Linked DNA regions of Mus musculus: region 2 is linked to region 1. The links are chromatin contacts, called in public promoter capture Hi-C maps. All regions are on one chromosome and are shown on one strand. The core of a region is the stretch at or near the end of the contact, and the rest is flanking DNA. Distances in the headings are between cores, read along the strand shown.

Region 1 (6,653 bases), core at 3,398-5,897:
AAAGTGTTTAATGTCAACAAAAGTTAGAAATATCTAAGGAACATATGCTGTCTCAAAATGCTGTACTCATGCCAAGACCAAACACATAGTTTATCATAACAGTCAACTCCATAAAACCAAACAAAGCAAGAACACCCACTAAATAAGTAATGGTGTGAAAGTCTTTCGGGGGTGTTTTCGTCATAGATGTTGACAGTCAGTCTGACTCTGGCAGTCTGTCATTGAGTGTGCTAAGAGCCAGTGGGACCTGCAAAGCTCACACAAAATGCTCACCCAGATCACAACCACAATCCATGAGCCAAATGTGGGGGATTTGTGTTGACTGACAATAAAAAAACACTACGTGTCACACACAAAATCACATGTGTGGTGCGGTGAGAGGACAGGAGTACAAAGCGCCCAGGACTCTGAAGCCAGGACAACTCATCCACTTCCTCGCTTAGACAAAGAATTCCATTTGTGTCAGGTGCTGGGGACAGAACTGGAACAAAGCAATCTGTTCGTCTGAAAGGAGCTAGCTCGCTGTTTGTCTAACACAGAATCAGATTTCATCACTTAACTGGAGACCAGACCTCCAGCCGGTCTGACATTCTCTTTATTGGCTCTGTGCTCTACAGGCCGATCCATCCAAAGTAAATACTTTTTTTTTTTTTTTAGTTGAAATGCTTTTTGTAGTGACTGAAGCTCACATTATTATGTCATACAGCTTCCCATATGAAGCCATATGCCTAGGCAGAAAACATATGGCATGGGCAGCAATGGACCTAGGCAAGGGAAGGAGGGTTTAGGCTCAGGAAGAGTTAGAGGCTTTCTGGGTTGTCAAAGTTGCTGGGCATGGTTCTTTTATACCATACTAGAGGGTCGAGGTGGGAAATGGATTCCTTTAGATGACTCAAAAAAGTTTGTTTGTTTGTTCTGGTTTTTAATGAGAAGACTGCTCATAGGAATGGGGCTAGAGATTAGGGAAACAACTGAAGACTCGGAGCTATCCATGCCCCAGCAACAGCAGGAAGCTGTACCATCTTGTCACAGGAGAAGACAGTATTATAAGGGCCTATTGAAACTCGGTGTCATAGAGGAGGACACTTCAACACAGAACATACAGCTACTGTCATCAAAAGCATCTCTGGAATTAGGAAGATGGGGAGAAATACAAGGGGATATTTGTAGGAATCCTGAATGGATCAGAGCCAGACAGAAGGCAGCTAGCAGGAGAACCAAAGTTCATCAGCCTACAGAAGTCACCTCCCCTAGTCACAAGTTGGGGAAAAGGAAGGCAGTGAATTTGGGTTGGAAGCAAATGGTGTGTTTCAGGGTTTACACTATGGGTTATTGGGTAAATAAATACTAGGTTTTAAAGGTAAGGATGAGCTGGTTATTCTGAATACAGAAAGGCAAGAACAGAACGCAGGAGATCTCAGTCTTAAGGCAGGGATCTGGAGGCACCTCATGCTGAGTAGACAGCTGTGAGTTGGGTAAGTTTGATATTTTTATGTGGTATTATGGAATATGTTACCTCGAAGGCTAACTCAGAGATGAGAACCCCAGGAGGGAAGTGTTGGCGTCCCGTTGGGAACAGTGGGCGTTTTCCAAGCTTGGTTTGACTGAGATGCTGTTTAGAATTTTCACCTCACCAGAGAACATTGACCTCTGCTCTGGTTGGCTCATGATTTTCGAGTGGCGCCTCCCCAAATCCAGCCCAGCACTGTGTGGCTCATCTATTTGTACTAAGACAAATAGAGAAGAATGCAGACTTTGTTTCTATATTTAGAATTTATATGTGTGGGTTTATATGAATTTATGCCACATGTGTGTGGGTAGCTGTAGAGGTCAGAAGGCACTGGGTCCCCTGTGGATCTGGAGTAGTTGTAAGCTTCGCTTCAAGGGTGTCGGGTATCTAACTTGGTTCTTCTGCAAGAACAGTAAGGCTCCTAATTACAGAACTTCCTTTCAGCTCTTTGGTTTTCTATCCCTCCCTTCCTCCCCTCATTTTTCCTCCCTTCAGTTCCGTTTCTCTCTCTCTCTCTCTCTCTCTCTCTCTCTCTCTCTCTCTCTCTCTCTCTCTCTCTCTGACAGGGTCTTCCTATGTAGCCCTCAGTGGTCTGAAACATTCTATGCAGAACAAGTTGGGTTTCAAACTCATAAAGTCCCATTGCTCTGTTTCTTGAGTGTTGGGATTATAAATATGATCTACCATACCGAGCCTTGTTTTTCAAATATTTAATCATATTTTATTATTTCATGAAGCCTGTTAAATACTGCATTTTTTTTCTTGAAGCCTTCACAGTTTGCTGTGCTCTAATTTTTCATCAATTGTCAAGAATAGCGACAGTGGGTATGAGACTTATGCAGTGGAGAAGAGTTTCCGAGGAAGCGAGCTGAGATGTTATACGTGAAAGGGTTTAATGTGTGCTTGGTCCGAGAGGGTAATAAATGCTATAAGTAAAAGAATTTTAAAAGAGACTAAACAGGATGTGCTCTGGTCCATAAAGTAGAAGATCGAGGGCTTGACCTTGGATCGCAAGGTCAAGTGCACCCAGTGAGTCCAAGGGTAGCACTCTTTATTCTATGGTGTAGCTCCCCTGCCTCCTACCATCAGTTGTTTAAGACAGTAATGACAATAAATGTTGAAAATTCATCTGGAGAGAGACTGAAACCACTTCAGATTCTATAAATATGAGGTATGTTTAGGGACTGGAGTGGCTCTGGACAATCTTGCATCTTAGGGGGGAAGGTAGACAACTGGATTGAGAATCACGGGGTTTCTCTTTCCACTGTCCAGTGTGACAGGAAACTCAACCAAGTGAAAAACCTGTCTTCTTGTTGGAGGTTGAACAGATATTCCCGTCTCTTCCTTTCCTTAGGGAAAAATAAACCCCACGCTTTTAAGAGGTAAAGATGTAGCTAAGATGGGAAGAACTACCCCCCCCCCAAGATACAGTAAAAACAAAAAGATCAAATGATTCTGATAATTATTTCTCATTGAGACCATTCATCATGGACCAAGGAGCCACTAAACAGGAGAACAGAAAAAGCGATTCTATCCCACACGAATGTTTAGTGTTTACCTCTGTCGCTGCATTAATCATGTCCTATGCTTCACGCTAAAGTTATATTTTAAAATCCCTAATGATAACATTGATGCCTTGTCCTTTGTTGTGAGTAGAAAGACTTAATTTGATGAATAGAAGTTAAGAAAATGTTTAATCTTCCATTATGGTATCATGATTGAGATTCATCCATCTGCTCCACAATAATAATAATTTATCACGAACGCGCATGCGCATGGCGCGAAGGCGGCCGAGAACAGAAAACAAGTTCCCTGGAACTCAAAGCTCGTGCCCTTGTCCTCTTTGAATCAGTCCTACGGCCGCTACAGATTTTCTTCTACAGTTTTCAACATTTTCTCCAATTCTTCTAGGTGGGACTGGGAAATAGAAGGGACAGAAATGTTTAAGTATTTCGTTTCCCCTCATTTCTTCCTGTTTGGCAGCCCCGTAGCAGCGCATGTCTTCCTTCCACTGCCATTTTTTTTTTACTTTGACAAAAAAAAAAAAAAAAAAAAAAAAAAAAAAAAAAAAAAGAAAGAAAGAAAGAAAGAAAAGAAAAGAAAGAAAGAAAATATGTATTTCCCCACACCTATGGGTTTGAATTAGCGGTACATTTTTTGGAGTCTGAATTAGCGGTACGTTTTTTGGCTTACTACAAAGATGTAAGTACATGGTTGGGATAACCTGGGGCAACAAATAAGACTTTCATTATGCAAAACCGTCTTCAGGTTTTCTATGTATTTTAACCTAGAGATGTTAAAATATGGATAGGTGAGAGACCAGACAGCTCTGCTGTCTTTAGCGTCCACTGGAGAAAGATCTCGCCCTAAGCTGAGTTGAGAAGTAAGAAATCCAATGGAAACACAAGGCAGTTGTCAACGTTCTGGATGGAGGACCCGGCAGCAGCTGTGTACTCTGGCTGCTGCGAGTAGACCGAGATGAGTCACGGTGTCTTTTTGGACAGAGGAGATTCCCAGAAGGAGTAAGATGTATTGGCAGAAAAGAAATTCTGTTCAGGCACAGACGATTTTGTGTGAGAAGGGAATGACTTCCAATTCTGTGTCTAAGTGGCACAGGTTATAGAACTGCAAATGTTAGCGGTTACAAAGGAGTTTATATAGAAAAGTTATTTGAGCTGGGTGTGGTGGTGTACGCCTTTAATCACAGCATTCAGGAGGCATAGGCTGGTGGATGTCTGTGAGTTCAAGGCCAATCTGGACCATACAGTGAATTTTAGGCTAGCCAGGACTGCATAGTAAGATCCTGTCTCAAAAGAAAACTTGTTTAGTGGGGAATCTTGCCTGCTGGCTCTATTGTGAGCACTGTGAAAAAGTGCATGTAGATGAGAAGTGCAGTGATTTAAAACAAAACAAAACAAAACAAAACTTCACTTGCCATGTTAATGTTTATTACATTTTTTTTGGCCCGATCTCTTGTATTCCAAGTTGCTATAGATTTTCTTCTCGCTTCCCAAACACTATTTTTATGATTTAGTATCCTTTTCTTGTGCATTTAAATTCTTGTCCTGAGGACATGCTCATTTGTGTATAGTTGGACTTCCATGCCTATGACATCACCCAGGGCACACAGAGCCTCCAGCAAACTTGTTTCTCCTCAGCATTGTTTCCCGTCTCTCTCCCTGTTGGTTCATGCAGCTCAGACTGCTATTACTGCTCCATGGTTACAATAGGAACATACCATAGTTTATCATTTGTCTGTCTCCCTACTGTGAACGTTCAAGTTCTTTCCCAACATTTGGCTGTTGAAGTCTCTCTGAGGGGTCCTCTAGTGTCTCACCCTGAGCATCTGTTTTAGGTTCTGTACGAAGGTATGTTTTTTGGATGAAAAAGGTGTAAGTTATAAGGCGTATACATATTTGAGTTTTCTAGGCAGTACCAAATCACTTTCCTAAATGTTTGAGCTACTTTATAATCCTACCCACATCCGATTTCCTTTTTGGCCAGACCTCTGGATCTTTACATTCTTCTAAATTGATATGGTTCTCTAAAGATTTTAATACCAGCAGATTAAGTAGGACCTCTGTCTAAGCTCTCAGCTTGTGAGTGTTGATCTTCTTGGAATTTCTGGTGATGGAATAGTGACTGTAGATTTTCAATTCTAGATCAGTCTTGGGAATTTACCACACAACACAGTGGAAGTATATAATTCCTGCCATACTAGGGAAGAAATGGAATGTGCTATAAAATCTATGCAGGGCAGAATATGTTTTTGTTGGGCCACTGGACTTCTGCTTAGGGATGTGGGGAGCAGAGATTATGTCTGGGCAATACAATGTGCCCTGTCGTCTTCTCTACCAGTCCTGGGTTTCTGTGACCTTAACCATGGCACAGAGAGAAATTCAATGATCCTGAAGACTCAAAATAAATCCCAAGAAGCAAAAACACAAATGCAGACATTTCTGTATTCATTCTTCCCAGGACAGAGAGAAATAGTCTGTGTAACAGCACACTGTAGCAAGATGAATGCTGATATGTTATAGTTAGCTTGAGAAAAGGACTTGACCTTGGGAATGGTGGGCCTTGAAGCTTGGACCAGTATTTTCTTTCACCTACAAAGCAATTTGAAACAATTTAGTCTCTAGCATTAGCATCTAATAATATAGACTTTTGCTAGAAATCTGAAGTCACACAGAGAATAAAGAAGCCACAGAGCACAAGAGTAAAGTCAGCCCATCAGCAGAGCTGTCAGTGGAGGAGAGCAGCAGTCTCATGCCCTGTGGCTCATTCTCAGCAGCTCCGTTGGTGATAACTTCCAAGAGAGTTCTTCCTTCCTTGAGCTTCCATAGGGAACCTGAGAGCTGAATTGAATGTTGTTAAATGAAAATGACTAAGACTTTGTGGTCAGAGAGACTCCTGAGTTCCATTTTATAGTAACTCTCTGAAAAGACAAACAGTGGACACATTATCTCCACATGAACGTTACTTTTCAGAGGTGTGTGCATGTGTGGGGTGTGGGGTGCTGTGGGGTGCTGTGAGGGTGGAGTCCAAGTGTGTGCATGCATGTAGAGGCCAGAGGTTGACCTCCTCCTTTGAGAAAGGGTCTCTTATCAGTGTGGAACTCCTCAGCACTGGGTTACAAATGCAAGCTACCATGCCTGGCATCTATCTATCTATCTATCTATCTATCTATCTATCTATCTATCTATCTATTTATCTATCTATCACCTATCTATTTATTATCTATCTATCTATCTATCTATCTATCTATCTATCTATCTATCACCTACTTATTATCTATTTATTATCTATCTATCCATCTACCTATCTATCACCTATCTATTTATTATCTATCTATCTACCACCTATTTATTATCTATCTATCTATCTATCTATCTATCTATCTATCTATCACCTACTTATTATCTATTTATTATCTATCTATCCATCTACCTATCTATCACCTATCTATTATCTATCTACCACCTATTTATTATCTATCTATCTATCTATCTATCTATCTATCTATCTATCTATCTATCTACCACCTATTTATTATCTATTTATTATCTGTCTATCTATCTATCTATCTATCTATCTATCTATCTATCTATCTATCTATCCATCTATCTATCCATTCATTCAT
Region 2 (6,667 bases), core at 1,635-4,134, 640 kb after region 1:
AGAGGCCAACTTCGTTATTAGAGGGTGGGTGGGGAGGGTACAGGCAGAGAGAGAGAAATACAGATGCAGAATGCGGTTCAATTTATGAAGGATAAACCCCTGGAAAGGGAAGCACATCACCCTTCAGTCACTTAGGGAAAGACCTCTGTCTTAATACCTTAGCTATTTTGTACACAAGACATGTTGGGGGGCGGACAACCAACCAGCCAGCCAAACAAACAAACAAAAAAGTGGCCTTAGTTCCCCCCCCCAACCACCGTTCTCTCGGTCCCCTCGTTTCTTTTTCTTTCTTTTCTTTCTTTTCCTTCCTCCCCCCCCTTCCTTCCCTCCCCCCCCTCTCTGTAGGTTCTAGTCTCCAAGGCCACACTTCATCTCACAGGTCCATTTCTCAGGTTTCCTATATTGGATAGAGGGAATTGCCTCGAGGTTTTTCCTTTCATCTGCAGGTCGCACGTCAGTTTCGCTGAGCCTAAGAGAAATGGGGTTTGCTGAAGATTAAAACTGCGCTCAAATGCTCTCTGGTGGTATTTGGATTGATGGCTAAATGAGGAACAGATGAAGGCTTTGTTATTTATATGTGTGCCTTTTATATTCGGGATTGCGGGAGGAGGAGAGCTGGGGGTAAGTGGCTGAGGCCCTGGAAGTGAGGCCCGCGGGGAGCCCGGAAGGCCGAGGAAGTTCGGGGAAAGGCTTTGCCTTCAGTTAGATCTAGGCTGAGAGACGCTCAGAAATTTGGCACGGTATTAGCGATTGGGGTAGGAACCAAGATCCCAAGATCGGCAGATTGACTCATGATTCAAGAGGTGAAAAAGACGTTAGGACAGAGGCGAAAGGTCAAACAATAACACGCGGCCACAGGCTTCCTTGCATCAGGTCCCTTGGCTCCGCTGTCTGGGTCAGTTGCTACAACCTCTGGCTTTCGGAGACTGTCCGTAGCTCCTTGGCAGCGGGCCGTGACCGCGAGCACTGGCGACCCCAAGCCCGCCCCACCGCCCTTCACTGTTGATCTTGACCGTGCGGCGGCGCCTCGTCAGGCGTGGAGCACGCTCGCCATCTCCTGGGCGTTTGGCGACATTGGCAGAGCTTGCCATTCTGCTCCTCAGCTCCCCCCCCCCCCCAGCCCCCAACATCCCAGACAAGCCTCCCTTCCTCCTCCCACCTTCCCTCATGGTCTCCAGCCTTCAGCATCAGCCACCAGCTTTCTCAAAAAGAACTTTGCCTACCAGACCTTGAAAGTTATAGACTTGGAGGAATGAAGTGGGTCGATTAAGGGGGGGAAAAAACCTGGAAAAAAAATCTAGCTGTCCTTTTCATTCCTGATTCACACTTATGTATTTGGTCCTGAGAAGCAAACATAATTATAAGGCAGCCATAGTCTAAGGATGCACCCTTAGGCCTGTAACTACCTAGGAATCTCTGTGCAGGAGGCAGGGGCTCTGAGAGTGCTGGAACTATTAGAACTGAAAATTCAGGCCAGAGGATGCTCCAGTAGAAAGGAGAGAATTCTTCAAAATGAAAGCTATCGAATACCTAATCTAAGGCTTCTAAAAACCGACTTAAAACTTCTGCCTCCTCCCACCTACCAGAAAAGAAAGTATGGAGTCCCAATTCCTGAAAAGGAGGAAACTCTAGTAATGCCCCAGGATCCTTAGACTTCCCCCACCCCCACCCTCCTCCCGCCCCAGAGCTGGAGGAAGAGGACGATTGCGTCCTGAGAGCCGCCCAATTGGTCGCCGTAACTCACACAATAAAGTCCCAGCGAGGTGGTCAGCCTTGCCCTCCGGCGGCGCCTGTGTGGTCTCCTTGCCAGAGCTGGGGGCCTAACCAGTTCCAGCTTGGCTCATGGACCATGGGTCCTGCTTTAGGCTAGCGCGGGCTCCCACAACACAGTCTCTTGAGGAGAAAAGCCTTATTCCCTCTGGACCATCCAGAAGGCCCTGCCTCAGGGGTTAAGCACACTTACTACACACACGGAGCGTTGCCTGTTTTGCCCAGACAGTGAACCCGCAGCGGCCCGCGTGCCTGGAGGCACCGACAAAAGAGACTCAGCTAGCTGATTGTTCCTGTGCGACTGTGCCTCCTCAGCCAGGTGGCTCGGACTTTTCTGCCCCTCCAACTCTCAGTTGGACGGCTAGGAGCTTGGCTAGTAGGGAATAGTCACCAAGATGACCCCAGGAGAGAAAAGAAATGTAATTTTTCACAAGATTGGCTCCTCGGACTGCGGAATTGCCTGAGGGGACTGGATAACAACGCTATGAGCACAGTTCCTGGGAACAAATGTCAGGAACAGCGTGAAGATTCCTTAGGTACCACACTTGAGCAGTTTGTGCCGCCTTTCACCTTTGTTTGGTCAACCTCTTGTATTGTCTGTGACCTGGGGCTACAGGGTCAAGTGAATGGGTCCTTGCTGCCAAGTGCCTTTGGCAGAGACCACTTTAGAGGCCCTTTCTATAAAAAAGGATTGGTTGCTCAGATCCAGGAGCAGTCCGTGCCACTGCCAGCTCTTCTCCAGTCAAGCCCAGGTACCCTTATTGGAAAACGTCTGAATTGCAACTTAAAGTTTGTAGACGCAAAGCCCGGCCCAGGCAGCCTGCGAAATAAGGGCTGGGAAGACTAACCCAGAGCAGGAAAACTCCCAAGAGACACTTGGGCAAAGGCACCCTCATCCCAATGTCACCGGCTCCTGAAAGAGGTCTGGAAACTTTCAAGGGCTTCGCCCTCCCTCAACAGGCTTTGGCTCTGCTAGCAGCCTCGTCCTTCGCCGTCGAACATTGAGTGTTATCATAATACCCTGAAAGGGGGTGGGGGTGGGGACGGGTCGGGGGATGTAGGCGGTGCTGAAATGACCGGCTTTGAAGAACCTGCAGGCAAAGTTTTGTCCAATCCTCTGAGCCCGTCCTCCTATTCCGGGTTGTAACTAAATACTGTTGCGAGCACAGCCGAGGCCCTTTGTTGGAGATGTGTGAGCGCAGTCTCTACAGAGCTGGCTATGTGGGCTCGCTTCTGAATTTACAGTCACCGGACTCTTTCTACTTTTCCAACCTGAGAGCCAATGGCAGCCAGTTGGCCGCGCTTCCCCCCATCTCATACCCTCGCAGCGCGCTGCCCTGGGCTACTACGCCCGCCTCATGCACCCCTGCGCAGCCTGCCACCGCCTCTGCCTTTGGAGGCTTCTCTCAGCCTTACTTGACCGGCTCTGGGCCAATTGGCCTGCAGTCTCCAGGCGCCAAGGACGGACCCGAAGACCAGGTCAAGTTCTATACGCCTGATGCGCCCACCGCATCTGAGGAACGCAGCCGGACTAGGCCGCCCTTCGCCCCCGAGTCTAGTCTGGTTCATTCGGCTCTCAAAGGCACCAAGTATGACTACGCGGGTGTGGGCCGGACCGCTCCAGGCTCTGCGACCCTGCTCCAGGGGGCCCCCTGTGCCTCCAGCTTCAAGGAAGACACCAAAGGCCCGCTCAACTTGAACATGGCAGTGCAAGTGGCCGGGGTGGCCTCTTGCCTGCGATCTTCACTGCCCGACGGTAAACAGTGCCCATGCTCCCCCAAGCCAGTTTAGGCAGGGACGGGAGGTGGGGTGTCAGGGACAGTTGGACAGGGAGGAGACCCGCCAGCAGTGGTGAACGTCTGTGGGGCGGGCAGTTGATCTGAGCGAGCTGACATGGGTCGGGGCTCTGTTGCAGGCCTGCCGTGGGGGGCGGCCCCGGGGAGGGCCCGCAAGAAGAGGAAACCCTACACAAAGCAGCAGATTGCGGAGCTGGAGAACGAATTCCTGGTCAATGAATTCATCAACCGGCAGAAGCGTAAGGAATTGTCTAACAGGCTGAACCTCAGCGACCAGCAGGTCAAAATCTGGTTCCAGAACCGGCGTATGAAGAAGAAGCGGGTAGTGCAGCGCGAGCAAGCACTGGCCCTCTATTAGCTGCCCACGGGGGCCTGAGGCCTTGCCAAGCCTGCCCTTTTGGACCAAGGCCTGGCTGTGGAGGAGGTGTTGGGGCTGCAGATTTCCCTCCCACTCCTCTGGTCCTGGGCGCCCTTCGGCTCAGTCTGTAGCTGAGGAACCAGGAGGAGATTTGGAGATGAGGCCAGTGGAGCCCCCTTCGCTTTCAGCTCTCTTTGGGACCCTCCTGAGAGGTGTTTGGGAATTGCAATCTAACACTGGCTTTAAACATTCAGCATGGTGTCTGGGGGTCACCTGTCCTTGTCTATGATGTTTACATCCGGGGCTCACTATTGAAACACTGTATGAGGGTTTGTTTTTTCCGGTTTTCAACGTGTTCTTTTTCTTTTTCTTTCTCTATCCAGCTCTTTCTGCATGAAACAGGAGCCTAGCTAGAGCTCCGGGTATAAGTGCAGGTAGAAAGGCCCTGAGACCCCGCTGCAGTGCAAGGGGCTGGGGATAACTCTAGCCCCTTCGCAGCAGAAGCCCTTTGTGACAAAGCTGGGCTCTCCACTCTGCAGGAAGGAAAGGGCCTGATTCCACAACCCCCATCTGCCCTGAATGATTTGGGAGGACAAAAGCTACCCTAGACCTTCAGACTTGTGGGGGGGGGGGGAGGAAAGGATACCCTGGAACCTCAGCGCTTCAAAGGTTCTCCTGCTGAGTAAAACAGGCTGGAAGATCTCCTTCTCAGAGACAGGGAGAGAAACTGGGACTCCAAAACAAAGTATGGTCTCTAGACTGTCATAATTCCCCTGCTCCAGCCTCACCTATCCCTGAGCCAAGGCCAAGCACTCTGTAACTAGATCCCCAGAACTGAGCTATGGGTGAGGGGAGCTGCTGGCCTGTTTTGAGGCTTGGCTGCACAGGGAAGAAAGAAGAGTAAGCGAGGCGGAGGAGGATCTGCACTCTGTAACCACGACTCTCCTCTTGAATGAATGAAGTTATCCATATGTCTGTCTTTCTTGAATTTCCTTAATGTATCACCACAGGAAGAGACCCCCCCCCCAAAAAAAATGCCTCCTTGAGGAGTCTGAAGGGTGGGAGAAGAAACCTCTCAGATTCTCAGACTGTAGTTGCTGCTCTTGAAGGACAGAAAACCAGCACTTCTTCCCCATCCTCTCCACCACCCACCAACTCCATCAGAACTTAGCTAGGGTGTCTCTTCTCAGAGACTGGTGGTCAGCTCTTGTAAAGCTTTTAAGGCCCCAAGCCCTGCCAGGTTTACCTTGAGAAACCTAGGTTTTCTGAATTGTGAATGAAGTTGCTCTACGCCTGTTATAGAATCTGTCCAGCCTCATTCCCAGTGAATTCAACTCCGCCTTCCCCTACAATCTTTGCCTCTTCTTTTGAGCTTTAAGCCCCACCCCCAACCTTTAGCAAGATGCACAACATCCCAAAGGCTCATGATTCCTTCCCCAAGTCCAATGGCTTTCCTTTAGAGAAGGTCTCCAGGAACTGGACCTCGAAGGGCATCTCACAAGGACCTTTGAGCCTCGCCCCAACTGACCTCGGTTGGTGTGTTAAATATTATTTCCTGTGCTAACAGTTGCCGTTTATGTTTTGTTTTGATTTTGTAAAATAACACTTCCCTGTATATATTAGCTTCATAGTGAAAATAAATATCCAGATCCCAGACAAGTTGTTAGGGGGCTGATGCTCATTTTTAAAAGATGCCTTAAATTCTTTTGTAATCTTTTTCAGGCTCTCAAATTCGTTTTTTTGTTTTTCTCCACTTGAGGTTTCAACTCTGGCCTTTGCTGTTCATTAAATGAGAAAATGGCTTCCCAGACAGTCAGGAAACAGCTATATATTTTTTAAAAGAATTATAGACAGAATATGTGTGAAATATTCAAAGGGGGAGTCCTTGGGCAGATGTGGTTGTATCTCAAACACAAAGCAAACTAAAAGTTTGTAGACTAAGGATTCTCAACTTTGCCTAAATTCTCAAACTTTAAAGCTCACTATAATTGGTGGGGGAAGGGAGAGTCAAGATTTGAGACTCCTCAGATTTCAAAACAAAACATCTCTCTGCCAAGTTGTGGTCAGAGTTCTAAGGAGCAAGCTAAGTCCTAGGAAGCTCCCTAGGTAACTGCACCAGGACTTCAGCAGGCTCCTTAGGAATTCTGCCTTTGGAGCCCAGAGTTCAGTCAAATAAACCCAGGGCCTGTTTAAAAGTAACCCCTTTGAAAATGACTCTTAACTCATAAAGGTAGAAAGTAGTGTCTCACTAGAGAAAGAATAAGCAAGACCAATGCATCTCTTAATACTGAATATTCAAGTTCCAATTCCCTTCCTGGGGAACAAATTCGATTTATGCATATAGTATTTTTTAAACAATTTTTAAAAAATATCCACAACAATTGGAAGGTAAGAAGGAAGGGGTTGCGAGGGTCCTGTGGTTGGGATGTTTCCCCATCTTACTGTTCAGGAAGGGAGTGGTACTAAGCCAGGTTTCTGGAGTCTGAGTCTGTATTGAGAGGTTTTCTCCTCGGAAAAACAACTGAACAAAGGCAGAAGCCATACTGAGAGACCTTGGGTCCAGAGGACTGAGAAAGGAAGAAGAAGCCAGACTTCCTCAGACTCAGACCCTAACACAAAACATGCAGGCCAATTTTCCTAGATAGATATGATACTAAGCCATTATGTTTCTGTGTATTCTGGAATGGTTTGTGTATGGAGGGTGGGGGGAGATTCCTAGAGACCAGTCCCAGAAGAAAATTAG

The links. Promoter capture Hi-C pulls out the DNA fragments that hold promoters and counts their contacts.
Region 2: a contact with region 1 is called in a promoter capture Hi-C map of trophoblast stem cells, with 9 times the contacts expected there. The contact joins the promoter of Hoxd12 here to the enhancer-like site in region 1. A contact is called at or near these places in 18 of 39 promoter capture datasets (3T3-L1-derived adipocytes, the C10 cell line, the HPC-7 cell line and 11 more), 3 of 15 datasets of contacts at CTCF or cohesin (hippocampal excitatory neurons, pro-B cells and stem cell-derived epiblast-like cells), 12 of 484 Hi-C or Micro-C datasets (the N1E-115 cell line, cerebellar granule neurons, cerebellum and 6 more), 17 of 115 datasets of contacts at active chromatin or transcription factors (astrocytes, bone marrow-derived macrophages, craniofacial prominence and 11 more) and 3 of 9 other capture datasets (adipose tissue, liver and pancreatic islet).

Annotation. Positions count from the first base shown.
Region 1 is chr2:74,032,259-74,038,911 of GRCm38.p6, forward strand. No RefSeq gene overlaps it. Among named protein-coding and RNA genes, the nearest start is that of Gm31472, 57 kb to the left of the region's middle. Within about 2 kb of position 4,648, at least 2 of the 459 cell types and tissues checked have an H3K27ac peak or open chromatin away from gene starts, as enhancers often do. A contact at or near this core is called in trophoblast stem cells, where this site is marked.
Region 2 is chr2:74,672,129-74,678,795 of GRCm38.p6, forward strand. Hoxd12 (homeobox D12) reads left to right here and starts at 2,885. Exons shown (of 2, transcript NM_008274.3): 1 at 2,885-3,526; 2 at 3,686-5,577. The coding sequence starts at 2,959. The coding sequence ends at 3,924.